Linked DNA regions of Hordeum vulgare: region 1 is linked to region 2. A link is a contact called in public Hi-C data. All regions are on one chromosome and are shown on one strand. Each heading gives the region's core, a stretch centred on a gene start, on an enhancer-like site or on the middle of the called end of the contact. The rest is flanking DNA. Distances are from core to core; before and after follow the strand shown.

Region 1 (5,064 bases), core at 1,896-4,395, 490 kb before region 2:
GGCGACGGATTCGGCTCGCGATCAGACCGGCCACCAGACATGGGGGACGACCGGATAGATCGGGGTGTGAGAGCATCGAGATGATGCGCTTGGTGTTGTACAAGTGCGGCGGCACGACACTGCGGACGAATTGTGTCGGCGACGCGGGTGGCCAAGGTACGACACGGCTCGTGCATGGATGTTGCGCGAAGTGGCGACTATTGTAGTAGGGTTGGCTTACAGCGAGTATGCGCGATAGGGCATGTTACAGATCGCTGGCGATAACCAAGATCAGAGTTATGAGTTGTTCGTCGAAATTGGCGGCGAGCTTTTCCAAGGTGATCGGATCGCGAGAAGGAAAGCCATGACCGGGTACGCGGGATGGCCGCTCGGTGTACGACGGCTGGTCTCCGCGTGCGACAGGTTTCGCGAGACAGCCGGGTTGGGTTGCATGCTTTAGCAAGACTCGACAGGGTGTATTGTCTGAAAGTAAGAGTCCAGAAGATAAGCAAGCATGCATGGCGGTTTAAAGGAATCATGTACGTGTGTCTAGGGCAGGGCATGAACCGTGATGGTAATGGACTAGTGCCTAGTCTGATATGGTCGGTGCACTGTTGGAGGCAAGTGCGGTTCTGGAGATCTTTTGTGCATGCATGTTGGGTCCATAAATAGATTTTGGACTCGGATGAGGGACTCGATGCAAGTTGTGGAAAATTTGGACTCGATTTCCGTGAGAGGCAAGGAAAAGGCAAGCCGTGGTCGATCCAGTGGTAATAAAAGGCCGGCGACGGAGACACCGAAGGCGCCAAACATAGTTTGCAAGTTCAGAAAAAGGGTGGAGCGATTCGGCTACGATAGATATTCGATCTGCGTTACGGTGACAGGCTTCACGACAATTTCTGAAGGGCGGACAGGGACGGTGCGAGTCAAGGTTCTTGGTAGATCGCGGACTGCGACGTGGCTTCAGACGAAGAATTTGGGATCGATGATCTTTTTCATGAGGAAGTCGCAGAGGCAAGCAAGGGCGGTCAAACCGGCGGCAACAGGTCCGTTAGATCGCGTCTCGGCATGGCGCCGGGGTTCACCAAATTTGAGGTGGAGAAATTCGATGGCACGGGTAACTTTGGTCTATGGTAGTCAAGGGTCAAGGATCTTGTGGCGCAACAGTGAATCTTGAAAGGTTTGCAGGAGACAAAGTCGGCCAAGGTTGACGACGATACGTGGGAGGATATGCAAGTGCGGGCAGCCGCCAACATACGGTTGTGTCTTGCGGACCAGGTCATGTATCATGTCATGGACGAAGATTCTCCTAAGGGAATTTGGGACAAGATGGCAAGTCGTTGTATGTCCAAGTCAGCGACCAATAAGTTGTATTTGAAGCAAAAGTTCTATGGGCTGAAGATGCAGGAGGGGTCGGATCTTGTGGAGCATGTGAACGCCTTTAATCAGTTGGTCACGGATCTAGCGCCTCTGGATGTGAAGATTGAGGACGAGGATAAGGCACTACTTCTTCTTGTTTCGTTGCCACCGTCCTATGAGCATTTGGTCATTACGTTGACACATGGAAAGACAACCGTCAATAATGAGGAAGTCACGGCAGCGTTGCTTGGACATGAGTTGAGGAAGCAAAATAATGTTGCTGAAAGGGATAATACTCAAGGTTTGGGGTTGGCAGTTAAAGGTTATAAGCTCAGGAAGGGACAAGAGGCAGAGAAGAAAACGAAGAAAAAGGTTCAGTGCTACAGGTGCAAGGATTGGGGACATATAAAGAGGGAATGCCCAGAACTGAAGGGTGAGGCTAGTGCTAACATGTCTACTCATGGTGGTGACTCAGACAACAGTAGTGATGCTCTCGTAGTATCAGACAGACGGACAACTAAAAATGAAGCGTGGATGTTGGATTCAGCTTGCTCTTTTCATGCGACGTCCAACAGGGAGTGGTTCTCTTTGTACAAGTCCGGTGAGTTTGGTTTCACCTACATGGGCGATAACACTGGTTATCGTGTTGCTGGAATAGGTGACATCAAAATCAAGATGTTTGACGGAGTTGAGCGTATGCTTCGGGGAGTCAGGTATGTGCCAGGGCTAAGGAGGAATCTAATTTCGCTTGGTGTTCTTCATGATGGTGGTATGGAATTCCATTGTGATCGGGATAAGAAGACCATGAAAATAATAGAAGATGGGATGATCGTGATGATATGAGAGAGGACGGCTTTGCATCTTTACAAGTTGCAAGGGAGCACTACTGCATGTGGAGTCATGAAGAGTGGAGCTGCAGGAGTAGCAGTGGAGTCTCATGGTGGCGGCGGGTTAGACCCGTTGGGTAGCTCTAAGTAAGCTACAACGAAGACAATCCAAGTTCGAAGTACATGGAGGCTCGACGCATGGACGACTTCTAGGTGGTGGAGAATATTCGCCAAGGTGGAGTTTGTTATATTTGCGTCGAATATTATGTACGCAAGGGGTTACGTGGACTTAGAGTTGTAATTGGTGTGGATAAATACGAGTCGTGTAGGAGTCAGACACTTTGTATCCTAGGCCTCTTATATATCGAGGGGCACCACACGTTGTAACCCATGACGACCGGATAGCAATAGGTACGGGGGGGGGGGGGAGGGGAGGACGACTTATGCCGGCGCCCGGACGACCGGTGTTGCGGTATCTTGGGGAGGAGCGCCTGTAGTCATGCCCGGAGGATGTAGCCATATCGGTGAACCTCGTTAACAAATGTCGTGCCTCGGTGTGTCGTATATGATCTTGCATTAGCGTATTATTGTAACATTCACAGAAAACACTAAGCTGGCCCTCAGATTCGAGTTTTTTTGTGGAGTTGGACATCGTGGAGCTGCCTCGTTTGGCTTGCGATTTTGAGAGTAGAGCTGATTTTTCTGAAGCGGAGCAGTCTCAAACAGGCCCTAAATCCCGTGCAAGTCAAAATCCACCTTAATCCCCTCCAATCCATTCCAATCCCTTTGTGAGAGGGATTAACCAAACAAGCCCTTCAGATTTTTTTTTGCTGTCCTACAAAACTATGCACTTGGAGTCATCCAATGCAGAGGGGTCGCATTGTAAAACATAACGTCCATCTCGAGGACCCACTTGTCATAAATTCACCGCCGGGGGTCGTCTAGTAAATAGACCTCCCTCCCTGCTACTCTTCTCCTTCCCATCTCTCTCCCTCCTCTCGCATCGCAGGGCTGCTCCACCTCCGCCTCCGCCTGCCCCCCGCCCCGAGCACAAAAGAAAAGGGAGGAGGCCGCGCGGAAGAGAGGAGAGGACATGGACGACTACGCGCGGGAGATGATGGAGCTCAAGACGCTCGTCACCCGCACCCTCGAGAAGAAGGGCGTCCTCGCCAAGATTAGGGTCCGTCACTCCCCACCCCCTTCTCACTTCCGATCCACTAGGGCCAGGGGCTAGGGCGGATCTGCCTCCCCTCTCTCCCCGCGTCCTTCCAGGATCTCCACATTTCGTGCTCCCACGACCCCCTTCGCCGAATCTCCTACATCTTCTTCTCTCTTTGTGCGCGCGTGGAGTAGACAAATGACCCCTTTGTGAGTGAAAATTTCACCCTAGGAGCCCCGTTCCTGTTAGATTCACTGTGCGTTTCAGATTCTACACGGAACCATTTGATAGTTGGGGAGGGTCCAGCTTTTGTGCGCGTGCTACTGCTCCTTTTCTTGTTCAGATTGCTGGACATACGAGCAGTACTCTAGTTCCGATTACATTATCTTGTAGAAAATGTTCTTGTGGGTTATCTGCATCACCAGATGATCTCAGTGCTACGAGGCGATACCATCTTTGTTTGCACTATAAGCATCAAGCACCAACAGTTTCTCTATTTTTGTTGTTATTTTTACAATGCTCCTTTTGTTATTCTGCAAGGACATAGAACAGTTGGGTGTGTGGCTCAGTTTAAAGGATGCAATAAATTCACATATATAATTGTTGGCTGAAGAAGAGAAGATGTGTTGTTGTTTCCTTATCCACTAAACCTATGTTATGTTCAATAAAATCTACATCCATAGCTTCCTTATCTGCTATTTAACCCAGGCCATGTTCGACGAAAACTACATGCTCCTGTGAGTTAGATCTACATGGAATTGCTCATTCTGGCACAGAACTTCATATTTTTCTCATCATTTGTCTTGCATGACCAGGCTGAACTGAGAGCAAGTGTGTTTGAGGCCATAGAAGAGGAGGACCGCGTGATAGAGGAGAACGAAGATGGCGGGAATCCTGCTTTGCTTGGTAGCTGCAATGACCGTGCTAAGCAGCTGCATGCTTCATCGTCAGGTTTGTTTTTTCAAACATGGTACCTAGGTATTGGATTGATAAACTGTACGTGTTGCCAGATCTGGTCTGCTATATACTCCTACCATGCTCTATGATTTTCAGTTTCGTACTGTTGTTGGTGAATATATATTCCAGATGTATACTAGATTGACACTGTATTGCATCATAATATTTTTCTCTGCTCTAAATATTGGCCGATTTTAGTGTGGTCACCTTTTTTAGCTAACAATAATGGAACTCAATAAATTAGACTTGTTGCATACCTTTTTCATTTTCTTCTGCACTTCTGAAATATCTATCCTCATTGCTCCTCTGTTATGAATAACTGACCTATGATTCTTTATCTGCCATACCTCTGCACCGATGTTAACTGAAAGAAGCATTTGTCGAATGCAACTTATTGCATTTGTTTACGTTGCTTCCAGTCCCAATCACATACGCCTTCAATGTTGAAGGTCTTCAACATTCGTCAAAATGTTTTTGCAAACCATGTTGGATGTGAGTGGTTCACACCCTAGAGTTTCTGTTGCTTGCAGGTAGATTATTAACAGCACTTATAGGTGAATACTTGGAGTGGGCCCAGCTAAGTCACACGATGAAAGTTTATTTGCCAGAATGTAATCTGGTAACCATTTCTTGTATTTAATGGATCTAGCCCTGCTTATGAAAAATTAGCATCCACTAATGTGTGCCTTGTACTGTAAATCAGCCCAAGGACTTTTGGAAGAATGAGCTAAAGGATTTTTCTAACAAAAATGGAGCTGAAGGGAGCAGGAGTGCTGAGAGTGG
Region 2 (4,408 bases), core at 1,755-4,254:
TGTTGTTGACGAGTCCCTGACTTGATGCCTTCACGACAACACAACCAAAACTGCTCCCAGTTGCTCAACAATTAGCAATTGTGTTGCAATGGCCCACCAGCGCGTGGGTTCACGGCAGTTTTCGAGGGTAGAGTATTCGACCCAAATTTGTTGGTTAGCGAGACAGGAGGTGAGAGGATACTCTCGAGTATTAGCAATTGAATGTGTCAGATTCAACCACACCTGAAAGATTAGTATCTGCAAGCAAAGTATCAGCAGCAAGGTAGGATGATAACAACGGTGTCAGAAACGATCTGTTGACGACAGACTATTCCTAACTGTCGTATCAATGGTGCGAGAAGTTGCCCGTTGACAGAAATTGTCTTTTCCCGTCAACGTCGTGCGAACCAGAATTATAGCAGGTAGCAGCAGTGTAACGAGTAACAGCAGTGGCAAGGAACAACACTAGTGACAGCAGTAGCAAGTAGCAACAGTAGCAAGTAGCAACAGTAGCAAGCGACAGTAGTAACAACAACAGAGCAAAACAAGTAACAACAGCAGTCGGACAAACTCGTAGGCAATGGGTCGGTGATTTGTTTGGATGATATTCATCATGCAACAGTTATAACACGGAGAGATATGTGGCTAGCTCCCGTTCGTCAATGTGATGTAGGCATGCATTCCGTGTGTAGTCATACGTGCTTAGGGCATGACATCTATTGTCCATCCCTCCCGCGGCAGCGGGGTCCAAGAGGATACTACGAGACATTAAGGTTCTCCTTTTAATAAAGAACCGGAACAACGCATTAGCACTTGGTGAACACATGAACTCCTCAAACTATGGTCATCATCGGGAGTGGTTCCGGTTATTGTCACTCCGGGGTTGCCGGGTCGTAACTACAACTTACAAGATCGGATCTAAAACACACATATATTGGTGACAACATAATAATTTCAGATCTGAAATCATGGCACTCGGGCCCTAGTGACAAGCATTAAGCATAGCAAAGTAGTATCAACATCAATCTCAGAACATAGTGCATACCAGGGATCAATCCCCGTCAAAACTAACTCGATTACATGATAGATCTCATCCTACTCATCACCGTCCAGCGAGCCTACAAATAGATTACTCACGAACGATGAAGAGCTTCATGGGATTGGAGAGGGAAGAAGGTTGATGATGACGATGGCGACGATTTTCCCTCTCCGGAGCCCAAAACGGACTCCAGATCTATCCTCCAGATGAAGAACAGGATGTGGCGGCGCCTCCGTATCGCAAACACGACGAAATCTTCTCTTCTCATTTTTTTGGGCGAAAGTGAATTTATAGAGCTGAGTTTGGGGGCGGCAGAGTCACGTGGGCCCCACAAGCTTGGTTGTCACGGTCGGGGGGGGGGGGGGGGGTGGCCGCGGCAAGAGGGCTTGTGGCCCACTGGCCCATCCCCTCCGATGGATCTTTGCGCAGGTATTTTTCATATTTTCCAGAAAAATTCTCCGTAAATTTTCAGGACGTTCCGAGAACTTTCATTTCTGCACAAAAGCAACACCATGACAATTCTGTTGAAAACAACGTTAGTCCGGGTTAGTTCCATTCAAATCGTGCAAATTAGAGTCCAAAACAAGGACAAAAAAGTTCGGAAAAGTAGATACGATGAAGACGTATCAGTCGTTTGATCCTTGATCCAATCACACGAGGTTAAAGTAGTTGCCCAGATGGCGGGGATGACACGTGGTACGAGGGGCGGTACGAGCACGTGCGCTCGTACCACGTGTCATTAAGCGCTCTATTTGCTCCCTCGTAGCTCAGGTTTCCTCCCCAATGCTTTATGATGATAATTTATCACATTAATTGGTGTGGTTTCATCACCCTTTCTTGACATTCTTTTCTTAAACTTTCAAACACACCCGAAAACGACATCCCGATGAAAACATATGAAAAAAGTGCGTGCACGCGATAAAATCTGGCAAAGTATACTATGTAGGCACAAAACAAAGGTAAAACCATCCCAAATTTGGACTTAACTGGGTACATAAACCATGAGAACGAAGAGGTGCGAGAGGCGGTGGCCATGGGAGTCACACACACCCTTGGTGCACGACCAAGCCGTCTAAGGTTTTTCTTTGGTCCATTTTGCTCCATCCTTGCTGAAAACTAAAAAATATTTTTCTTTATTTTTTACATCTTTGTAAAATAGTATGTTAGAATTCAAATGTACAAAACTTTATATAAAAATCTAACATTTATGAGAAAGTAAAATTATATATGTTTTAGTTCTAGAAAAGCTATCAAATCCAATATGCATAAGTTGTAGAGAAGAAGCCGGAGGCAGAGGGAAAGAAAAGTCCACGAGGAAGAAAATGTTAATGGATTCCATATCTTGAATGACCATCAATCCCATTCTCTTGCTGGTGGCTAGCGACTACGAGAGCAGCGACACACACAAGGTTCAAAGAAGAAGACCCTGTTCGGCAACCATCTAGCTCCGTAAAATACGGGAGCGGATGGAACGCCGTTTTCACGACTCTACAAAAATAGGTTGCAGACCGCTCCGCTCTGGCCGCTCCAGGAGCGAAGCTGCGGAGCAGGGAGCTGTTGAAAAGGGCCGAAGTTGCTGAAACGAAAGGAAGATAAATATAAATATAACAATTTCATAGCATCAACGCTACCAATATTCGCTGGCCCCCGACCTTGTAGCGAGATCGCCAATTAATCGACCAAGAAAAAACTTGATATAACCAATCACCCAACGGCGAGGAATAAAAGAAAAAGGAAACACGGGAGTCCGAAAACCATTAACATGAAATCGGTTGAAGACAACAGACTAGGCGATTACCCGCCAATGCCTTATTTTCATCTGTTTTTGTTAATAAAAGTACAAAACATCTAGTAATTCTTTTACATATACATATCTCATGGGACGTTTTTATGGTGCTTTCTATTTTTATGTCTTGGATTGAATCATGGGAATGAGAATGAAAGGAAGGCCTAAACAAGGCAAGGAAGCGGGCACATGGTAGGGCACAGGAGGAGGCGATCCAGGGAGCGAGTGGTGGTGCGCGGTGCGGCAATCCCTTCTCCGCCCTACCCTATGCTTTCTTTGCGTCGCCATCTCCTTCCTTGCCTTCCTTCGTCTTCCCTTCCCTTCCCTTCCCCTCCCCAGCACAAGCCCGGCGCAGCACATACATACATACATACATACACACACATCGACTCAACTTCCCTCTTTCTCCACCGAAAGTCCAACCTTTTCGCTCCCAATCCACCACCCATCGCCCACCACCAATCCCCCCTCCCTCCCCCGCCCCCTCTCCCTCGTTCGCTTGATTCGATCAGAGAGAGCCCCCGCCCCCGCCCACGCCACCAGACCTCGACCAGTCAATCCCCTCTAGGGTTTCGCCTCTCGCGCCGCCCAATCGGATCCACCTCCAATGTGAGTTCGCCTGATTCCTCCGCCCCCGCGGTTCCTCCGTAATCATCCGAGCAGATTTGGTTCAATCCGATCGGAAATTTAGGCCGCACCCGTGCGTTTATTATTAATTTGATGCGCCATCCGATGCAATCCAGCTTGGAATTTCGGACCCTAGACGCCTTTGCGGATAGATTGGGTGGCCGATTTGTTAGAATCCCGCAGATTGACCTTCGGATATTTGAGATCTCGGGCTTCCCGTAGCTATGGGGTTGTCCCTATATGGATTTCGTTTTGGTCCTCTTTTAAATTTGACGTTTCTGTGGGTTCTCCCCTTGCTGGAACCGCAGGATGACGATGAGCGATGACGGAGACCGCACCTGCCCGCTCTGCGCCGAGGAGATGGACATCACTGACCAGCAACTCAAGCCCTGCAAATGTGGCTACGAGGTACTATCCTCATCAGCGACTAACCCCTGCCCTGCCTGCACAACAACCAGGACGCTCTCTCATTGTTTTGTTTCTGTATGTATGCGACTCTGCAGATTTGTGTCTGGTGCTGGCACCACATCATTGACATGGCTGAGAAAGAGGACACAGAGGGTCGTTGCCCTGCCTGCCGCACACGCTATGACAAGGACAGGATTGTTAAGATGGCTGCCACTTGTGACAGGTAATCCCCGACTCCAACTTTCACTTTATATGCATTCTCTGCCTCCGAGGGCTGCCATGCTTAAGCCATCAACCGGAGATTCCTTTTCTAGATTACTCAGTGCGCGAAAACTCTTTCCTCATGTATATTGCGATGATAGACTTGCAACTTACGTTCATTCCATGTATACAGAACGGTAGCAGATAAAAATACAGACAAGAAGCAGAAGACCCAAAAGGTTAAGTCAAAGACACTAACTGTGGAAGCTAAGAAGCATCTGGCCAGTGTCAGAGTTATACAGAGAAACCTGGTCTACATAATTGGGCTACCTGTAAATTTATGCAATGAGAGTGTGAGCACATTATTC

What was found. Hi-C and Micro-C count contacts between places; a contact is called where the count stands out from the background.
Region 1: a contact with region 2 is called in a Hi-C map of leaf, with 10 times the contacts expected there. The contact joins the promoter of LOC123452982 here to the promoter of LOC123398966 in region 2. A contact is called at or near these places in 3 of 6 Hi-C or Micro-C datasets (leaf and seedling) and 1 of 1 datasets of contacts at active chromatin or transcription factors (embryo).

The regions. Positions count from the first base shown.
Region 1 is chr5H:339,137,114-339,142,177 of MorexV3_pseudomolecules_assembly, reverse strand. LOC123452982 (protein TONNEAU 1b-like) reads left to right here and starts at 3,145. Exons shown (of 8, transcript XM_045129733.1): 1 at 3,145-3,345; 2 at 4,140-4,275; 3 at 4,812-4,900; 4 at 4,985-5,064. The coding sequence starts at 3,259.
Region 2 is chr5H:338,648,071-338,652,478 of MorexV3_pseudomolecules_assembly, reverse strand. It overlaps LOC123398966, which reads left to right and starts at 3,004. Exons shown (of 14, transcript XM_045093403.1): 1 at 3,004-3,413; 2 at 3,740-3,839; 3 at 3,935-4,062; 4 at 4,234-4,393. The coding sequence starts at 3,412.